Regions from separate parts of the Sus scrofa genome. Here region 1 is linked to region 2. Evidence: chromatin contacts called from public HiChIP or PLAC-seq data. All regions are on one chromosome and are shown on one strand. The core of a region is the stretch at or near the end of the contact, and the rest is flanking DNA. Distances in the headings are between cores, read along the strand shown.

The links. HiChIP or PLAC-seq counts read pairs in DNA pulled down with a chosen protein or histone mark.
Region 1: a contact with region 2 is called in an H3K27ac HiChIP or PLAC-seq map of alveolar macrophages. The contact joins two enhancer-like sites. A contact is called at or near these places in 2 of 2 datasets of contacts at active chromatin or transcription factors (alveolar macrophages and skeletal muscle).

The regions. Positions count from the first base shown.
Region 1 is chr6:152,940,427-152,945,253 of Sscrofa11.1, reverse strand. All of the region lies in intron 8 of FGGY (FGGY carbohydrate kinase domain-containing protein), which reads left to right. Among named protein-coding and RNA genes, the nearest start is that of HOOK1, 230 kb to the right of the region's middle. Within about 2 kb of position 1,318, at least 13 of the 83 cell types and tissues checked have an H3K27ac peak or open chromatin away from gene starts, as enhancers often do. A contact at or near this core is called in alveolar macrophages, where this site is marked.
Region 2 is chr6:153,134,957-153,139,354 of Sscrofa11.1, reverse strand. All of the region lies in intron 5 of FGGY (FGGY carbohydrate kinase domain-containing protein), which reads left to right. Among named protein-coding and RNA genes, the nearest start is that of FGGY, 76 kb to the left of the region's middle. Within about 2 kb of position 1,279, at least 6 of the 83 cell types and tissues checked have an H3K27ac peak or open chromatin away from gene starts, as enhancers often do. A contact at or near this core is called in alveolar macrophages, where this site is marked.

The sequences.
Region 1 (4,827 bases), core at 69-2,568, 190 kb after region 2:
AGACCCACAAATAGAGAAAACAAACTTGTTACCAAAGGGGTAAGGGGTGGGGTTAGAATAAATTAGGAGTTTAGGATTAATTTATACATTCATAAAATAGATAACCAAGGACCTATTGTATAGCACAGGGAACTCTACCCAGTATTTTGTAGTAACCCATAAGAGAAAAGAATCTGAAAAAGACTAGATATATATGTATGTAAAACTGAATCACTTTACTCTGCACCTGAAACTAACACAGCATTGTAAATCAACTATACTTCAGTAAAAAATTTGAAAAGAGATAGGCTAGTTTTAACTGTTTAAAGGAAACCTTATGCATTGGCTTAATTTTCTTGTTTGTTAAAGTTTTTGTGGTCCTAAAATGACTAACTCTTTCTTAGTGCTTTAGAGTTTGTAAAAATGCCTTGTGGCTATGATACTCAGAATAGCTAAGACAGAGCAGGTGTTGTTTTCCTTTTTCAAATAAGGCTCAAAGAAACTGAGTGATTTGTCCAAAGTCCTGCAGCTACCAAGGGTTAGGGCCAAGACTCAATACATATGTGAGCAAACCCCAAGCCATTTTTGCTGCTTAGTTAGTTCCTCTCCGTTGACTCAAATTGAAGGATCCTGCAGTTGGGAAAAGTCTGGTTCATCACAGGAGGGGCTCCTGACTCTGGGTCACTAGTCCCCACTATGATTGTAAATTCTTCATGAAGCTGCCAGCCACCCCATTCTCAATGTCCTTAAAATGTTCCTGGAGATCTCCTTCAAAATGCAGTTCTTCAAGTGCTGCTGTCATGGGGCGTGAATCTTGCTGGGAGGAGTATACGCAAATCTGTCATATCAGTAGATGCCCAACTGATTCTCATCAGGGACTATGGCTTTAAGCTCCTTTGGAGTCGAAATTATATCTCTCCACCATTGTTTTCAAGTGCCTATCAGAGTACCTTGTACATAGAAGTTACTCTAAATTTACACTAGATGAACGGAAGAGTGAAAGAAATGAATGTAAAAGTTGTGTAGAATGTGGTAAATTCATGTGGACGGTCTGTCAGTTCCTGTGGTTTGTGTCACACTTGGAGATTTCTTGAGTCTCCATCCATTCAAAGGAAGCCTCTCTTGGTAGCTTAGGTCTAGATTGAAAAGTCAGGACTTGGAGAGAGTACCTTGTAGAATGTGCCAACAGTTAGGGATTGTAGGATTCTTATCTTCTTGTGAAAAGCAGGACAGAGTGAAACAGTTGAGGGACCCTATTTGCAGCTTTGTGCAGACAGACTCAGAAACCAAAGCACAGACACAGCAGGATGCAACAGGAAACCACAGAGGCCTAAGACTTTCAGTGTAAATAGGAAGTCAGAGTTTACTTTTGAACCCACAGTGCCGAGCTGAATTGCAATGTTTAATCCAGCTCTCTGCCCAGCCCTTTTTGAGCTCAGGCACAGATGAAAAATGATGCCACTTGGGTAAAAGCATTTTCAAATGTTTGTTCTTTTTTTTAAGATTTTTTTATTTTTTCTATTATAGTTGATTTACAATGTTCTGTCAATTTCTGCTGTACAACAAAGTGACCCAGCCACACCTACATAAATACATTCTTTTTCTCACATTATCCTCGATCATGTTCCATCACAAATGACTAGATATAGTTCCCTGTGCTATATAGCAGGATCAAATGTTTGTTCTGATCAGGGCTTGGAGCAAGCAGCTTTTATTTGTGCTGGTGAATAATTTGGGACACAGGTGCAATTTGGACTTGAAAGCATTAATTGGTCTCCCTGGTTTTCCCTGCAGTGATATCTGAAACCCCCATCTTCCTCTACAAAGTAATCTTAATCCACATATATTCATAAAGCATTTGCCATTGAGAGTCACCTGTCATATACCCCGTCTGCCGACCTTTGTGTCCAAGTGCACAGTGGTGAAACGTTGGTGGACACTTAATAAGTACTCTGTGCTTACTGGGTTGATACCATTACCATATTTGATTGCTACCATTGTGTTGGAAACTAATAAATAGGATACAGATGATCATCACCATGTTTTTTGTTTTTTTTTTTTTTTTTTTTGTCTTTTTTGTCTTTTTACCTTTTCTAGGGTCACTCCTGCAGCATATGGAGGTTCCCAGGCTAGGGGTGCAGTTAGAGCTGCAGCTGCCGGCCTACGCCAGAGCCACAGCAACGCGGGATCCAAGCCGCGTCTGCAACCTACACCACAGCTCACGGCAACGCCGGATCTTTAACCCACTGAGCAAGGCCAGGGATGGAACCCACAACCTCATGGTTCTTAGTCGGATTCGTTAACCACTGGGTCATGATGGGAACTCCCATCACCGTCTTGAGGTAAGGAAGATGTTACAGTGGTGGAAAAGACATGGGTTTTGAAGTCAGACCTGTGTTCACATCCGAAATTCTTAAACTTCTTGGAGTTCCCATCGTGGCGCAGTGGTTAACGAATCTGACTAGGAACCATGAGGTTGCAGGTTCCATCCCTGGCCTTGCTCAGTGGGTTAAGGATCCGGCGTTGCCGTGAGCTGTGGTGTAGTTTGCAGACGCGGCTCGGATCCCGAGTTGCTGTGGCTGTGGCTCTGGCGTAGGCCGGCGGCTGCAGCTCTGATTGGACCCCTAGCCTGGGAACCTCCATATGCCGCAGGAGTGGCCCTAGAAAAGGCAAAAAGACAAAAAAAAAAAAAAAAAAAAAAAAAAAATTCTTAAACTTCTTATCCAGAGTGCCTTCTTTTATTCAGCCATTGTTTTTGAGCTGCTACTATGTGCCAGACAATGGAGTGAAAAGGGTGAGCAAAGTAGACACAGACCTCACCGTCTAGAGGGAAGATGGATACTAAGCAATCACACAAATTTGCAAATACAGACCTTGGTAAGTGCTCCACACTCAGACCGTGCTGCTGGGAGTGTACACTGGTGTAATCACTGTGGAAAATTGTGAAGCGCTGTTTGAATATGCACATTCAGTTCCTGTACTCCACCAATTCCATTCCTAGGTAAAAACCTGGAGAAACTATTGTACCCATGCCCCAGTACGTACCCAGAGATAAGGACAAGAGTAGTCATAGCATTATTTTTCATAATAACCCCAAATTTGAAGCAATCCAAAGTTCCACTCTTCATTCTATAGTAATAGAATGACTATATTGTATTATATGCTTAGAGTGGTATACATACATAAATTGAAGGAACTACAGCTACATAGAAAAATGCAAATGAAGGAATTCCCTGGTATATCAGTGGGTTAAAGATCTGGCGTTGTCATTGCCATGGCTTTGATTAGTGCTGTAGCATGGATTTGATCCCTTGCCTGGAAACTTCTGTATGCTACAGGCGTGGCCAGAAAAAAAGAGAAAAATATAGATGAATTAAACAATTTTAAGTGAAAAAAACAGAACATGAAACAAATAAAAAATTATTCACGTAAAATTTATAAAGGGGCAAGAGAGGCAATGTATTTTAGGAATGTACATATAGGTGCTGAATCTAGAAAGACAAGTTAGGAAATAATGTTTTGCCACAAGTTTCAGAGCACTGGTTAAATACATGGCTGAGGTGTGTTGGTTGTTGATTTTTGGGGGTTTTTTATTGTTTGTTTTGTTTTGTCTTTTTGTCTTTTCTAGGGCTGCACCCGTGGCATATGGAGGTTCCCGGGCTAGGGGTCCAATAGGAGCTGTAGCCATGGCCTACGCCAGAGCCACAGCAACGCAAGATCCGAGCCGCGTCTGCAACCTACACCACAGCTCATGGCAACGCCAGATCCTTAACCCACTGAGCAAGACCAGGATCAAACCCGCAACCTCATGGTTCTAGTCAGATTCCTTAACCACTGAGCCATGATGGCAACTCGGAGATTTTTTTTTTTTAATTTTTTTAAATGCCTTCTCAGAGGGCTTTGTAGAACTGGCATTTACTGTGAAGGGTGGGTGAGTCTTTATTAGGAGTCTTTACATTATCCATGTGTTTTATACACTCTTCTGTATATATGATAGTTTAAGTGCTGTGAAGCCGAGGAACGGCCAGGTAGAACACAAAGCCAAGTGACTGATAAAGTTTGGTTGATCAGCCCCTGTAAGGCAGGGATGTTTGAGCTGAGATACTCTGATTAGGTTACTAAGCAGAATCTAGTAAGGAGCAAGGAGGGTTGTGAGTGGCAGAGGTCGAGAGGAAAGTGGTCCAGGGTCCTGCTGTATAACACAGGGAACTATGTCCAGTCACTTGTGATGGAACATGATGAAAAATAATGAGGAAAAGAATGTGTGTGTGTACATATATGTATGTTAGTATGTGTGTGTGTATATATATGTATGACTGGGTTACTTTGCTGGACAGCAGGAATTGGCAGAACAATGTAAATCAACTATAATTTTAAAAATTAGAAGAAAAGAAAGTGGTCCAGAAGAGCACAGCAGGATAATAGGAGGGAAACTGGCAGATTCGGGGTGGGGGGGCGGTGAGGCGTGTCAAAAGTTAAGGCTAGAGAAGCAGAAAGGGCAAGGACATGCTAGATTTATAAACTTCGTGAAAGAAGTTAGTCTTTTATCTCAAAAGAAACTGAAAGGCTTTAAGCACCGTGGGTAACGTGAGTAGGTTTACAAAGGATCAAAATAATTGCAGTTTGGAGACCAGATTGGAGAGAGACCAGAGCAGATGCTGGGGAACCAGAGAGAAGGAGATTGGAGATCAGGTGAGAGATGGTATTGCAGCTGCTTGTCTCAGATTGTGGTGGGGAGATGGAGAGAAGTGGATATATCTGAAAGATGGTTAGAAGGTAAAATTGATGGCACTCTGGGAAGTGGAACTCCAGCTTTGCAAGGTGGATACCATTGAGACTTCCTAGCAG
Region 2 (4,398 bases), core at 30-2,529:
TGTGCTGTACAGTAGGACCCAGGATTGGAAGTATTTTAATTAAAAAAAATTTTTTTTATTACTCAGTGAATTATCACATCTGTAGTTGTATAATGATCATCACAATCCAATTTCACAGGATTTCTATCCCACAACCCAAGCACATCCCCCCACCCCCAAAACGGTCTCCTCCAGAGACCTTAAGTTTTTCAATGTCTGTGAGTCTGTGAGTCTGTTCTGCAAAGAAGTTCAGTCTGTCCTTTTTTTTCAGGAAGTATTTTAAAAGGTCAAATGGGAGTTCCTGTTGTGGCTTAGTGGTTAACAAATCCAGCTAGGAACCATGAGGTTGCAGGTTTGATCCCTGGCCTCACTCAGTGGGTTAAGGATCTGGCGTTGCCATGAGCGGTGGTGTAGGCCGGCAGCTTTAGCTCTGAATAGACCCCTAGCCTGGGAACCTCCATATGCCACAGGTGCGGCCCTAAAAAGACAACGAATAAATAAATAAACAAAAAGTCAAATGAATAGGGTGAATTAAATGGACAGCTTCTGGTTGGCCAATCAGAACAAGGTTGGGGGCATCCATCCCACTATGACAAGCTCACATCCTGAGGAAGCAGAATGTTTAATGCTCATCAGCGATTCATTAACTGTCCCGTTACCCCTGCCATTTTTTGAAAATTTTCTAATAACTTTGTCCTTTCTTTTTTTTTTTTTAATTATACTTGATTTACACTGTTCTGTCAATTTCTGCTATGCAGCAAAGTGTCCCAGTCATTCGTGTGTGTGTGTGTGGTGTGTGTGTGTGTGTGTGTATCTGTACATACATTCTTTTTCTTACATTATCCTCCCCATCACAAGTAACTAGATATAGTTACCTGTGCTATTCGGCAGCCCTGCCATCTTTTTTTTATTGGCTGTGGCACTCAATGAGTCATTCTACTTTCCTTAGTAGGAATTTGCCGTCCCCTCCCCTGCCCTTGCCATACTGGCCAGCACCTTCCAGAGGCCTCCCCACCAGCTTCCCTCTCCTCTAGGGCAGAGCCTGTGGACCTTGGGCACCAGGCACCAATTTCCTCTGATAAAGATGGTTGCCCTCTCCCTGGGCAATTACCAGTCTTTCTTTCCTGTTGTTTCCTCAGTCTCTTCATTCTTTCTCTCTTCTCATTTCAACCTGCATCATCATCATCATCATCATCTCTCTTGATTGAATATAATAGGGAAGAGGGAGTAATTGCCCCATGGGGTTATTGTATAGACTGACTGAGGGAGGTGATGGAAAATTTCTCAACACAATGCTGAGAAACTTTTTGCAAGACTTAGCTATTTCATTTCTTTTCTCTATGGATTTTGACAAGGAGTCTTTGCATTACGTTTCTGTCATCATGGAAAGCAGGAAGTCCTTGTAGTCAGACTGACCTGGGTTCAGTGGCTCTGCTGTGTACTCTCTGCAATTCTGGAGTAAATTACCTTTCCCCGCCCCCAACCTCACCCAAGCCCAGGTCCTCATCTGGATGTCCCCAGGGTTACAGGTGCTGTGGATAAAATGTGTAACACATAGTATTTAAACAACTCACAGTTCTTTTAATGACCTCCCCCCACCCTCAGCCCATCTGTCCCATCTTCTAGAATAAGGAAAAGGAAGGTCTGAGTCTGAATGCGCCAATGCCAAAAAAAATCTGGGCAGTGGAACATGAACTTGGCATCCTCTGGGCCAAGGAGCGGTTCAAATTTGGTGTTTATTTGGCTCTTATTGTGATTGTTTTGGGAGGCTTTGGGGAAATGGATGCCAGAAAAGCTAGGAGGTATTTTTTTTCTCCCCCTTTCTATTTTTCATTTTATTATTCTAGTGGAGTCATGGCTGAAAAGTGATCAGATTTCACCTTGTCTTAAGTCTTCAGACTTGTTTTTGGCAGTGACAATGTGTAAGAAGTCTTCTTCCTCCTCCTCTTATCTGGTTTACTCTCCTGATCACCCTCCCCTTTATTTATTGTTCTTATACTCCAAAATATGATAGCTACTCTTGTGAGAAAAAAGAATGTATACATGTATGTGTGACTGGGTCACCTTGCTGTGTAGTAAAAATTGACAGAACACTGTAAACTAGTTATAATGGGGAAAAGAAAAACATTATTAAAAGAAAAAGAAAATCACCCCTTTGGCCTATGATTAATTTGTAATTCAGTTCCATTTTTTTTCATTACATTGATAAAAATAATCATTGCCATTTTCGTTAATATAATAATTATGTAATAACAGCAACAGTCATTTGTTGAGGGCATTCTCTATACCTTTGCTAGCATTTTAATAAATGTGAACCCCATTAGTCCTCCTGACCATCAGTTAAAGCACATGGTGCTATCACTGTTTGCAATTCAAGAACTGAAGTTCAGTGTTTGAGGAATTTGCCACGTCCTATCCTTTAGTGAATAACAGTCCAGAGTTTTGGTAACATGAGAAATGGGAAGTCAGAAATTGGAATAATAAAATTGTGTACAATCAGACAAAATCTTATTCATATTTATAAATCCTTTCCTCTAAAGAGATTTGAAGTGACTGGTACTAGGAGAAGATAAAAACAGTGATAGAAATACTTTAAAAATCACAATGGAGTGAACATATTAATAGAATAACTAAGGGTGAAGCCAAGAGCTTCATAAAAAGTATGGTCTTCATAATTACTAATAAATTTGTTTCTACACTTCCTAGTGGCTAAAAAAAAGGTGAGAAAACAATCGAGATTGACTGCATGAATATATAAGAGGAACTTAACTAACTCAGGAGAGGAACTTCTGTCACTGGGATCTGAGAAAAATTTCTTCTAGATTATTAAGGGTTGGGAGTATTCTGTAAATTATCTAAAGGTATGTCCTTTCAAATCAGTTGGAACCTTCCTACTCTGTGGTGGGAATATAAACTGGTACAGCCACTATGGAGAATAGTATGGAGCTTCCTTAAAAAACTGAAAAATAGAGTTGCATATGATCCTGCAATCCCACTCCTGGGCATTTATCCAGAGAAAACCATAATTTGAAAAGATACTTGTACCACAGGCTTCACAGAGCACTATTTACAATAGCCAAGACACGGAAGCAATCTAAATGCCTATTGACAGAGGAATAGATAAAGATGTGGTACATATATATAAAATGGAATTTTACTAATCCATAAATAAGAATGAAATAATGCTATTTGCAGCAACATGCATGGATCTAGAGATTATCATGCTAAGTTAAGTAAACCAGAGAAGGACAAATATCATGTGACATCATTTATATATGGAATCTAAAAAAATGATAAACAGAACTTATTTACAAAACAGGAATAGACTCACAGACATAGAAAACAAACTTATGGTTACCAAAGGGGAAGGAGGGAGGGAGAGATAAATTAGGAGTTTGGGATTAACAAATACATACTACTATATGAAATAGATAACCAACAAGGACCTACTGTATAGCACATGGAACTATACTCAATATTTTGTAATAATCTATAAGGGAAATAATCTGAAAAAATATATATCACTTTGCTGAACACCTGAAACTAACACACCATTGTAAATTAGCTCTGCTTCAATTAATTTTTTTATTTATATATATATTTTTTCTACTGTACAGCCTGGTGACCCAGTTACACATGCATGTATACATTCTTTTTTCTCACATTACGTGTTTCATCATAAGTGACTAGACACAGTTCCCAGTGCTACACAGCAGGATCCCATTGCTAATGCATCCCAAAGGCAACATTCTGCATCTATTTACCCCAAGCTCCCAGTCCCTCCCACTCCCTCCCCCTTGGCAACCACAAGTCTATCCTCCAAGTCCATGATTTTCTTTTCTGTGGAAAGGTTCCTTTGTGCCATATATTAGATTCCATATATAAGTGATATCATATGGTATTTGTCTTTCTCTGACTTACTTCACTCAGGATGAGAGTCTCTGGTTCCATCCATGTTGCTGCAAATGGCATGGTTTTGTTTTCTTTTATTCCTGAATAGTATTCCATTGTGTGTATATACCACATCTTCCTAATGCAATCATCTATCTGTGGACATTTGGGTTGATTCCATGTCTTGGCTGTTGTGATTAAACCTGCCATGAACATGTGGATGCATGTGTCTTTTTTAAGGAAAGTTTTGTCCAGATATATGCCCAAGAGTGGGATTGCTGGGTCATATGGTAGTTCTATGTATAGTTTTCTAAGATACCTCCATTCTGATCTCCATAGTGGTTGTACCAGCCTACATTCCCACCAACAGTGCAGGACGGTTCTGTTTTCCCCATACCCCCTCCAGCATTTGTTACTTGTGGACTTATTAATGATGGCCATTCTGACTGGTGTGAAGTGGTATCTCATGGTAGTTTTGATTTGCATTTCTTTAATAATCAGTGATGTAAAGCATTGTTTCAAATGCTT